Linked DNA regions of Mus musculus: regions 1, 2 and 3 are each linked to region 4. The links are chromatin contacts, called in public promoter capture Hi-C maps. All regions are on one chromosome and are shown on one strand. The core of a region is the stretch at or near the end of the contact, and the rest is flanking DNA. Distances in the headings are between cores, read along the strand shown. Region 1 holds the start of Ppp4r1 (protein phosphatase 4, regulatory subunit 1). Region 2 overlaps Vapa (vesicle-associated membrane protein, associated protein A). Region 3 holds the start of Txndc2 (thioredoxin domain containing 2 (spermatozoa)). Region 4 holds the start of Fer (fer (fms/fps related) protein kinase).

Evidence for each region. Promoter capture Hi-C pulls out the DNA fragments that hold promoters and counts their contacts.
Region 1: a contact with region 4 is called in a promoter capture Hi-C map of pre-B cells, with 3 times the contacts expected there. The contact joins the promoter of Ppp4r1 here to the promoter of Fer in region 4. A contact is called at or near these places in 7 of 39 promoter capture datasets (the 3T3-L1 cell line, 3T3-L1-derived adipocytes, cranial neural crest and 3 more) and 2 of 115 datasets of contacts at active chromatin or transcription factors (the NIH/3T3 cell line and astrocytes).
Region 2: a contact with region 4 is called in a promoter capture Hi-C map of liver, with 2.6 times the contacts expected there. The contact joins the enhancer-like site here to the promoter of Fer in region 4. A contact is called at or near these places in 6 of 39 promoter capture datasets (the 3T3-L1 cell line, cranial neural crest, hippocampal neurons and 3 more), 2 of 115 datasets of contacts at active chromatin or transcription factors (astrocytes and embryonic forebrain) and 2 of 9 other capture datasets (adipose tissue and liver).
Region 3: a promoter capture Hi-C map of the SN4741 cell line shows a contact between it and region 4, with 5 times the contacts expected there. The contact joins the promoter of Txndc2 here to the promoter of Fer in region 4. A contact is called at or near these places in 2 of 39 promoter capture datasets (the 3T3-L1 cell line and the SN4741 cell line).

What each region holds. Positions count from the first base shown.
Region 1 is chr17:65,781,933-65,784,632 of GRCm38.p6, reverse strand. Ppp4r1 (protein phosphatase 4, regulatory subunit 1) reads right to left here and starts at 1,278. Exons shown (of 20, transcript NM_001114131.1): 1 at 1,184-1,278; 2 at 965-1,009. The coding sequence starts at 1,190.
Region 2 is chr17:65,593,583-65,596,282 of GRCm38.p6, reverse strand. Vapa (vesicle-associated membrane protein, associated protein A) reads left to right here. Exons shown (of 6, transcript NM_013933.3): 2 at 1,229-1,381. Among named protein-coding and RNA genes, the nearest start is that of Vapa, 19 kb to the left of the region's middle. Within about 2 kb of position 1,377, at least 3 of the 459 cell types and tissues checked have an H3K27ac peak or open chromatin away from gene starts, as enhancers often do. A contact at or near this core is called in liver, where this site is marked.
Region 3 is chr17:65,640,842-65,643,541 of GRCm38.p6, reverse strand. Txndc2 (thioredoxin domain containing 2 (spermatozoa)) reads left to right here and starts at 1,338. Exons shown (of 3, transcript NM_001146002.1): 1 at 1,338-1,565. The coding sequence starts at 1,561. It overlaps Gm35477 (a long non-coding RNA gene), which reads right to left and starts at 1,232. Exons shown (of 5, transcript XR_003952220.1): 1 at 1,163-1,232; 2 at 549-1,078; 3 at 202-314; 4 at 1-90.
Region 4 is chr17:63,862,591-63,865,290 of GRCm38.p6, reverse strand. Fer (fer (fms/fps related) protein kinase) reads right to left here and starts at 1,310. Exons shown (of 19, transcript NM_001037997.3): 1 at 1,236-1,310.

The sequences.
Region 1 (2,700 bases), core at 29-2,528, 1.9 Mb before region 4:
CAGGCAGGCTCTCTCCCCTCACCAGACAGCTCTTGTATCACAGCAACCAGCTCAACTCTGCATATTTCTTGGTTTCAGATCTCCCATGAACTACACTTAATAACATTTTGTGCACACTTTATTCCTAAAATGCATTTTCCACCAGTCACTCTATCTGCAAACATTAACACGAGTAGAAAGCATTTCTACTTAAGTGTAATTCACAACTTCTTCCCATATAAAGTTAGCTAAGTCATAGTCTTTTCTGTCTCCAACCACCATTATTTTCTGAAGCTTAGAAAAACACAAAACACACTCAAAATGAAAGATATCTTTCTAAATAACTCATTTCCTTCACCACATGGAAACAATGTCCACAAGCTGACTGGGTTTTGTTTTTTGTTTTTTAATGTACAAAAAGAGTCAACTCTTTAAAAACTTTAATATCTCAACGGAAACCTGCAATTTTAGCATTTAAGTACCAGAATGAGCTTTGAACACTCCCAATTTTAAAAAGCTGCTCTCTGAACCTAGTCACTGCATCCTGCCAAGGTCACACCTACTAACCTCCCCGAAAATCGGAAATCAAATGTGTGAGTGAGTGGTGGTGGTGGGGACCCGAAACGGCTCAGAGGTCAAGTACAACACAGGTATGTAACCAGCACACACTAGGGCGAGGGAACCCCCGAGGGCGGGCCGAGCACCGCACGCCGCACAGCCCCCCGAGCCTTGCGGAAACACCTCCCGGCACCCGCCGCCTCCTTCATCGGGGCGAGGGTGCGGAAGACACTCAGGAAAAACACACCCATGTCCCCTCTCCGGCCTCCGCCCCACGGGCTTCTGCTTCCCCAACAGCCGCCCCGCGGCCCGAGCCTGCGGGCGGCGGCCGAGGTCCGACCACGCGGGTGCTCCCCAGCGCGGCGGGGTCCCGAGTCCGCCCGCTCGCCCGCCGCCCTCCGGGGCTGCCAGGCCACCCGCCACTCACGTCCGTCCGCGTCCTCCGGCAGGTCCTCCTGGAGCAGGGAGAGGTCTGCGCCGGGGGAGAGAAGAAAGGCCGGGTCAGCGTCCCGGGCCGGCGCCGCGCCCCAGCCGCCCGCCGCCCGCCCGGCGGCGCCTCCCCGCGCCGGCCTCTCCCGGGCACTGCCGAGCGCGGGGAGCCGCCGCCGTCGCCGCCGCCGCCGCCCGGGGAACTGGGGCCACGTACCCGCCATCTTGTGCTCGCCCCCGCCTCCTCGTCTCCCGGGATCCCGCTCCGCGAGCCGCTCAAGTAGAGAGCCGGTGGGCGCGCGCGGGCCGGCGGGGGCGCGCGCGGGGCGGGCCGAGGCCCGGGCCTGCGGCGGCGGCTCCCGTACGCCCGCCCGCCCGCGCGCCGCCCGCCGCCCGCTGCCCGCCGCCCGCCTCCCGCGCCCGGCCGGCCCGGCCCCGAGGCGCGCTCCCACCCGTGGCTAGAGGCGCCCTGGCGCCGAGCGTGCGGAGCGCGGCACGAGCTGCCCGCCGGGGGACCTGCGGCGTGTGCCCGAGCCGGGCGGGCGGGGTCCCCGCGGCCCGCAGCTCTGTTGGGTCACCGGCCTCGCCCACCGCTGGCCGCCGCCCGCTCCGCCGCGCGCCGCTCGTCGCCCGCGCCCCTCCCAGACCTGCTCGTGCGTCGCCGGCGGTCCGCGGCCGAGCCTCCCGCCTCCGAGTGGAGGAAGCGCCGCCTCCGCCCGCGCGCCCAGGCCTCGCGAGTGACTGAACAAAGCCCAGGCCCCGGGCCGGACGACGGTTTGAATGACAAAAGTTCCGCCGGCCCAGCCGGCCTGCCTTCCCGTGCGGCGCGGCACGTTAAAGCCCCGGCACCGGCTTCCGAGCCCGCGCGCTCCCCTGGCGCCCGCCCGAGCTGACCCTGAGCGGCCCGGGCGCGCGGGCCAGGCCGAGTCCAGTCACTCCGCGGTTCTTAGCCTTGTGACCGCAGGGAGGATCGCCGAGGATACCTGCCCCCTCCGCCTCTCCGGGGAATGGCAGACTGTCAGGAATCCAGCACCGTGCTTGCTACCTCGGGAGTCCGGTCGCCGGGTGCCTGGGATTGGCAGCGCTTTTCTCGAGTGAACTATCACACATCTTACTGGTCCCTTTGTTTGAAGAGAGTTAAACGGTTCTTGTAGGTTCCCCAGGCAAAGTAGGGCAAAATCCAGATTTTTCTGACTCCAGTTCGCCGTCCCATTTCTGTGAGTCTTAGGTCTAAATCCAACATCAGTGAGGTCTCCAGAATGGTCGCCCGTAAAATGAGTCTCATACATGATGCCCGTTTTTGAGTCTGATATGAAAAAAGGAGGATTTTAAAGGTTCAGCTTGTTCCTTTCTGCACCATAGTCCTAATTCAAGGCAACATATTGGCATTTTAAAACACGGGGAATCAGAACAAGTTGTAGGTGGTCTTTGGCTACTTTGTGTGTTCTTTCTTCCACCCCTCTTCTTTCACCCTTTCAACTCCCTAATACTAAAAAAGGGTAGGGGTGGAAGGGGCCATCATTATATATTGGACTACTTCCTGCTGATGAGGGTTGATGAGCTTCTTGGAGCAAGCTTGATCTTCGTAGTCAGGTATATCTAATTTCTTCTTCCTGTTTCTTTACTCACAACTACTTAACAAACAGCAACCAATCTCTCCCGCCCTAGTATTTACATACCCTCTGGAAAGTCTCCGGAATCCCAAATGGCAGAAACTATTTGTAGCTGGCAAAT
Region 2 (2,700 bases), core at 128-2,627, 1.7 Mb before region 4:
AGTATGACTGTTGCAAAGTTTTAAAAAACATAGTCTTTGTTTATGACTCAAACAGGTTAGAAGGTGACTCTGGTTCAGGGAGCTTGCAGCCAAGCTTGAAAATAGTTCAATCCCTTGAACCCACATGGTAGGAAAGCATTGATCCTGATGATGCTGTGCATGTAGACATACAGTCTAAGTGACAAATAAGGGAATGAAAAAGGCTAGATAAAAATAGGAAGGCTTTTATAATGTCTTTTCCTTCAGGCTTCTTGACTTTTCCCTCCCTTTTTGGTGCTGGTGGTTGAATGTGGGACTGTAGCCATGCTCCAGTAGTCTTCTTAGTGCTCTAGTTAAGATCATCAATATCACTCCTTTGACAAATAAAAAGCAAAAGCATAAAATAGATGTTTAAAAGGCCATTTAAAACCATTAAACAAGAAAACCATTACAAGACCATTAAAACAATTAAAATGCCTTCAAAATCAACAAGAAATTCTTGCTGTGAAACTTAGACTGTATAATCTGTTTTGGCTTTTCAGATGAAACCAAATAAGTTTATCTTCACATCTCACAGCCCGTTTTAAAAACAAAACAAAAAACTGAGGATATACTGGTTAAGTAGAGCTGGGTCAGCTTTTTGAATTCGTTTTGTTGAGTACAGAATTAAAGCTTTAAGACAAGACTTCGTATTTAGATAGAGCATATGACATACCACTCATAAGTACTTAATACACGTGCATGAATGAATTGAGACAAGTGAGTACTGTCAGGTTTTAGTTTTGTAGTTGGCCTGTGAACGTAAAGATTAGCACTGGTGAAGACCACTGGGGGACTTGTGTCAGTCATGTGATGTGTTATGAACATGCTATATGAGTACAGTTTGGCTGACAAGATGGCTCATTGGATGGAGATCCTTGTTGCTAAGCCTGAGGACTGGAGTTGGATTTTTGGACCCCACATAACGAAAGGAGGGCACCAGTTGTAAAAAGTTGTCTTCTGATCTCCACATACGTACTGTGACATGTACATGTTCATATGTGCAACACAAACATGATAAATGTAACCAAAATTAAAGAACAAAAATCATAGTTATTTTATGGATGAAATCATCAAAAGTTGAAAAAAAAGAGAGACAATTTTTGTTTTCTTTAGAAAAGTGGGATTGAGATTATATTAACTTAATCTTGAATTATGCTTTTGTTGTGACTCCAGTTAATCTTTTCTCTGTCTGCCCCTTACCTTTCAGGCCCCTTCACAGATGTAGTCACTACAAATCTTAAATTGCAAAATCCATCGGATAGAAAAGTGTGTTTCAAAGTGAAGACTACAGCACCTCGCCGGTACTGTGTGCGGCCCAACAGTGGGATTATTGACCCGGGGTCAATTGTGACTGTTTCAGGTAGTACTCCATGTCCTAGACCTTTGTAGGTTTGAATATTGACATTTCATGACTGTTGCATTTGATGTTTAGTGTTTTTATCTGTTTATTATTTGGCTTCAGTGTTTGTGTAAAGATGTTCCTTGGGTATCTTACCGTACAGACATTTTATTGAACCTTTCCTCCTCGAGACTTACGTGGGAGTGTATGATTGCCTAGGGTCAATTTGAAATGTTATCTATTCTGTATTTCCACAGCTTTCCACTGTAGCTTGTGTTCTTATTTATCTTTGAAATGGCACTGTTTTGTGATTAAATCATGTTCTGTGCATCTACAGAAGCGTTTGAGTCTTAAAAAAAAAATGCCTGTTTTGGGCCTACTTTTAAAATCAGATGAGTTTTTATTCCTTTCAGTGTAAATGACAACAGTGTCTTGTTCCTTGTTTATTGCTTACAGTAGTTCCTTCCATACACATCACGTATTCCTGCTGTGAGATCTACTGTGCTATCCAAATGTTCCTTTCTTAGACAGCCTTTCCAAGGAGACAGTACTTTGTAACACGTGCCATAGGTGGCAGGTCTGACAGCATGTGTGGCTCCATGAGACTTTAACTTGTGGGAAAACCTCTCTGTGCTCACACAGACTTACTCCTTTTTTTTTTTTTTTAAAAAAAAACAAAACAAAAAAAACAATAGCTTTCAACTCCTGCATTTGTTAATTACAAAAGGCTCAGGAAAAATGGATTATGTCATTACAGATCATGGAGTTAGAAATGTGTGTATTAAAATTCTTGGTGACCTGATAACTTAGGTGATCCCTAAATTTTAAGATAACTACAGCTTTTATTTTCAAGTTTATAGAATATTAAAATAGTAAGTTATTTAAGGCTCAGTGAGACTGTTTAGAAGTAGAACCTGACTGTAAATGTATCCAATATACATTAGTAATTACTGATTTGTTTATCACCTCATCTTGGATTTACGTAACATAAATTGAACTGGAGCCTTAAAACTTGGTACAGGCAACTCAGGTCTGGAGACGTAAAAGTGAATGCTATTGGGATCTGGGAATAAAGTCTAAAGACCAATCAGTTATCCTTTGTTTTCTTAAAATTAGATTTAAACAAATGAACACATTCTGAGTAATTGTTTAAAATCCAGTTTAAAAATAAGTTATATTAAAAGTGTCTAAGTTATCTAAATTAAAATCAACACAAAATGAATTTAATAATAATTGAAAGTTAAAAGGCTGCTTGTGCCTCTTGAGGATAATTTAAGTTTTTGAACCCATCTTGGTATGCATTAAGTTTGTGTGTTAGTGTGGTGGTATTAAATAGGACG
Region 3 (2,700 bases), core at 89-2,588, 1.8 Mb before region 4:
GGTGGTGGTCGTGGCAGCCTCCTCCCCCAGTCTTCCTGGAGTCTTGGCGGCGGCAGCCCCATGGGTAGGTCTGTTCTGCCATACTGCACACTGTTTGGAGACCAAATAAGATCCTTTCAGGCTATTTCATAACTGCCTAAACCTTCTTGTGCTTAAAATAGCTGGTTATTTGCTTCCTAAGTAAGACACACCCTGACTCACAGAAGGGTTCCTGGGCGACTGGGAGACATGCCTGTGCAGAAGGCAAACACACCACGAGTGGAATGGAAATTCTTCAGCACCATTAGTGTTTCGAGTGTCTTGAAATCCATCAGCTGCGAGAGGAAAAGGAAAACACCAGCAGAGCTCTGCCAAGCTAACACATGACCAAGATCCAGGCAGCAGCCACAGCAGAGGCCGATTTCCTCGCTCTCGCTAAGACAGTTGGATTTAGTGCAGCTTCAAACGCTTTTTTTTTTTTTTTAATGAATCTAAATCTTCCCCTTGAGCCTTTCCTCAATGGGATTAAGAAGGAGCTCAGAGAAGCAGGCATGACAAATTAAACGAACCTGTTAGAATTTCAGCACCCAGGGCTCTCTTTGCTGTAGCGACAGCCTTGTGTTTCAGGTTCCTCCCTCTCCCACGCAGGTGGGTACACAGAGCTCTATGGATTCACTGTGCCAGGCTCTCTGACCTCTTGCTGGTTTCCCTTGTGAAGTGTGGCCTGGCTTTGTTTGGCCCTGGGCTGAGAAGCACAAGCAATCCCTTGATGTACCAGAAGACACTGTCCTCTTTCTAATACAGTGATTCTTGCCTCTGACCATATCCCCTTTCCCAGCAGACAGGCTGCTTTGCCATCTGTAGGCCTCCATGGTCCATTAGTCTAATTGTTCCCAGCCTCACTCGGGTATGCGTAGGACGGACAGATCCTTAGCATTTCCCCTGCAGGCTTGTGTCCCCTACCCCACTGTCTTGGGCCTGCACTCACTTCTCTGCTGGGACAAATCCTGAATAGGCTATGGCATCCATTGTGGATGTGGATCTTCCTGGAGACTCCTCAGTGAGAACATCAGAGCATGACTTTCAGCTTTCAGGTTTCCTGTGGGCACATGAAGCCAACATCTACACTGATGCTTCTAGCTTGAGACCGGATATGTGCCTACCCTCTGGCTTCCCCACTCACAGCGTGGAAGAGAAATTGTCCCTTCCTCTCATCTGGGAAGCCTCATTGACATCACAATGTCATCATCCTTTGCTGCCTTGTAAAGCCCACATCCAAGGAATGAAGCCCCGTGTAACAATATCCCTTCTATGACACCAACAATTGTGAAAGGGTTGAGAAGCACTCAGCCCTAAATGAAACGCCTATATCAACCCTCCTCTACAAGGCTCCTGGGACCATCCTAGAAGAGAGGAGAAGAAGGATGCACGTGATAGGGGAAGGAATGCTGTGAGATGCTGTCTCCTGGCTGTGGCACTCACGGACTCACAGCCGCCACACAAGATCAAACCAGCAAGACCAGCCAGCGTTCCAACCGACAGCGCTAATCGGACTCAGTGGGCTGCAGAAAAGAGACGGACATGGAGTGAGGAGGGAAATGTGTTGAGATTACATGAGGAGGAGGGAAAGGGGAAGTGGGTGGGTATGATCAAGACTGGGGAGGAAGGAACAGAGAATGTATATTCTATTAGGAAAGAAATGCATGGGCTGATACCAGCATCCCTTTTTCCCTTAGTAGAATATGTTTGCTATCCAAGCCCAGATGATTACGTCGCTTCTAGTCAATGTCTCAAAGCTTCTATAGACAACATGGACATGCCACTGTCTAGACAACCTCTTTCATTTTGACTGTTAGTATATAGTGTGGTAAAAGAAACATAGAAATACATCTCTGTTAAGAATGCAGACCTTGGGCTGGAGAGATGGCTCAATGGTTAAGAGCACCTGGCTGCTCTTCTGGAGAACCCAGGTTTGATTCCCAGCACCCACATGACAGCTCGCAACTGTCCGTAACTCCAGTTTTGGGGGATCTGATGCTCTTTTATGGCCTCTTTGGACACCGGGCATGTAAGTGGTGCCTACAGACAGACCTGTAAACAAAAACCCATAAACATAAAATAATTTAAAACTTTGCCTTAAATGCAAAACTTCAATTTTCACATATATTCTTGGGACTGGATGGCTAGGCAGAGTAAATTCGGAAAGCAAGCAAGCGACCTCGAAAAAGATAACAGAACTCTTTCTGAAAGGTGTGTGTGCGCACACATGCGTGCCCAGGAGCATATGTGTGTACCCACACATGAGCATGCTTACTTGCACATGAGTAGTCTGCACTTACAGGAGGAGTGTGTGTGTGTCCATGCGCATGTGCATATGTGTATGTGCGTGTGCATGCACATGTACAAGAGCAAGCATGCGCTTTGTGTTGCTAAAGATGGAACCTAGTGCTAGGCAAGTTATACGATTGAGCTTCACCCCAGCCTGTGGAAAGGTAATTCGGTTGTAGTTATGCCTAGTGAGGTACACATGGCTGATCCAACTGGGACTAGCCACAAGGCAGAAGGTAGGAGGATGGTGACACATGAGGAGGGCTTATGGAGGAGGGAAAAGACAGTCCAGCAGGAGATACATATTTGCTATCATGTGATACTTCTCAGAGGCAATGCTTAGGAGAAAGCTACAGTGAGTACTGTAGTTTGTTCTCAAGTGTTTGTGAGTTG
Region 4 (2,700 bases), core at 61-2,560:
ATAAATAGTCCCTAAACCACACCATGTATTTTGCAATACTTTTCCTTTAAACCTGTTCTTATTTCACAGATGGACTGCAAAGTATTTTTTAGATGTTAACCACTAAAATACTGTGGGCCTTATCTTTAGATTCTCTGACATCAGACGTTTATATACGGTGACTTCAGGTTGAGAAGGTTCTTTCTGAAAAATGCCTGAAAACTCCTGTACATGTTGGAGTAGCATATGTTAGGGTGACCGTGAGACCATTGTGAATATATACAGCTTCTTCCGAAGTAAAAGTATCAAAAGCCTCATTGCTCTTACGTCATAAGATATTGAAAATGAAAGGCTGCCCGAACAAACTGAAATTGCAATGGCATGCCCAACAAAAATCACAAATGCACAGAGTTCCAAGCGACCACCTCATGGAAACTTAATTGTTCAAAGGAGCCCTAGCTCTTACCAAAACTAATCTCATGAACTCCTTTCGGAGGGCTGATCTTAAGAGGAGTCCAAGGAAGACACAAAGGTGCCTCCAAATACCTCAGACCCCTAAAAAGCCCTTAGGGAAAAAATCACCCCTGACAAGTCCAGATGCCTCCAGAAGTCTCCCTGGGCCGGACTTCTGAAAGGCTGCCCTGAACCAAAGGGGCAGTGGGACGTGAAGCTGAAGCGAGGCGACACAGGGTCAGAGGGTCCTGATGAAAGGGGCTGCGGGAACTCTCGGGGCTGGGTGCCACAGGAGAGGGCGGCGACGGGTGAGGAGACCAGAAGGGGTGTGGGCACCGTGGGCGAGCGTCGGAGGAGCGCAAGAAGGGAAAGGGTGCGGGCTCCCCACCGCAGCAGCTCCCAACCCCGCCCCACGCCCCGCACACCCGCGACCCGCGACGGGGCGGGGCCAAGCGCCCGCCACGGCCGGCACCGCCCCCTCAGCCTCCGGGTCCCGGGCGGGTAGGAGGGGCGGGCCTGGCGGGCCGGGTGAGCAGCCCGGACCCAAGCCCAACCCGGAACGTTCCGTCGCGCGGGTAGGATGAGGCGAGTGTGACCCCGCAGCCCCGGCAGGGGACCGAGCTGGCTGAGGGCAGAGGAAGCGCCTCCGCACAGCCCGCGTCCGCTGGGCCAAAAGCCCGGCGCCCCCCTGCAGGCGGGAACGGTTACCCCCGCGCTGCGCTCGCCTTCCGGCCTCCTTCCCACCTCCCGGGGCGTTGCCCCGGGCAACGGTGCCTACGGACGGCGGCGTGAAACGCACCTACCTAGAACCTGACAAGCAGAAGCCCCTCAGACCCGGGAGCCAGTCGCCACCCGGCGTCACGGGGACTGCTCCAGCCAATAGGCGCCACCGTTGCGAGGCTCGACAGCCAATCCCGCTACACTCCGGTCTCCGGGCACCCCGAGAGTTTAGCCAATGAGAAGGAGCAAGGGGCGGGCGCTGCCACCGGCCCCAACCCCCTCTTCTACAACCTCCCAGGAGGCGGGCGCGGCCCATTGGCTCGGACCCGCGAGGGGCGGAGCTCAGCGAGTGGGCGGAGGCTGGAGTTGCGGGCGTGAGGAGGCGTGGGCCGTGGCCACCGCCCTGCGTGCTGTTTCCCGTCGAAGCTTGTTCTTGCGGTCTCTCGCGTAGAAGATCCCGCTTCTCCGAGCCCAGCCGTCGGCCTGAGCGGTGGGATGGGCGCGGAGACCGAGGGAGCCTGACAGGAAACTCCGGAGACTCGCGGGGCCAAAGCCGGGAAGTAGCCTGTCCGGGTGATAAGCTGAGGCCGCCCGGAAGGGTCAGCCCCGCGGCCCTGCCGGAAAGGAGGTGTGACGAAACGTGGAGCGCCCGCGGGGGACCGGCGAGGGCCGGCTCTCCTTCCCACCCCGAGCTGGCTGTGCAGCGAACTCTACCTTCCCGCGCTCTGCTTGCGTGTGCTGTAACGTGGATTCCTTTAAATCGGCTTTGCGTTTCTGCGGTGTGCTCAGAACTGCCTTTCCCGCTCCTGTGCCTGCAGTGTCAGACGCTAACGAGCTGACATTCTCTGGAAACATGAGGATGCTCTGCAAAGAGAGCCGCGAGTCCTGGGAGCGGTCCCCTCGAAAGTACTTACCTCTAGGAAAGTCTAGAAAGCGAGGGCCTAAACTGATGTGTTCTTCCAGTGAGGGCTGTTTTCCGAAGCGCTCCTTTGCCAATTTGGTACAAAACAGGAGTAAGGTGGACCTGAACAGATCTTAGTAGGTGATCTGGAGCTCTGTGATAGGTGTTCATGGAGCGTCACTCTCGGGATTGCTGTAGCACGCTTTTTAAGGCAGTGTCCTCTTGTACGTGAGCTCAGCCACATTCACATTCGTCGCCTGCAACAAGTCTGACAGCTCCATTTCCCCTCCCACCCTTAAACCTTTGAGTTAGATTAGAGCCAAAGAAGAATTAATACTTTTTAAAATTCTAAATGGTTATTCACTTAAGTCAGTTTCAAAGACCAAGAAACCAAAACATACTTTAAGGACACAGATATCTTACAGTTGAAAATGGATGAGAGTCTCTCCCCCTTTTTCTCAGAAAACAATTATAAAGTTCTCTTGTCAGATTTATGGTCCAGGAATATCTTTTTCAAGAACGTGGAATGCACAAGAGTTGTGAATCGTTGTTAGAGCACTTGAAACCTTAGATGAACCTCAGCCAGGCTATGGGAAGCCACTAACAAACCTGGGAGTCGGTGTTTTTCTAAGTTCACAGATAGCAGA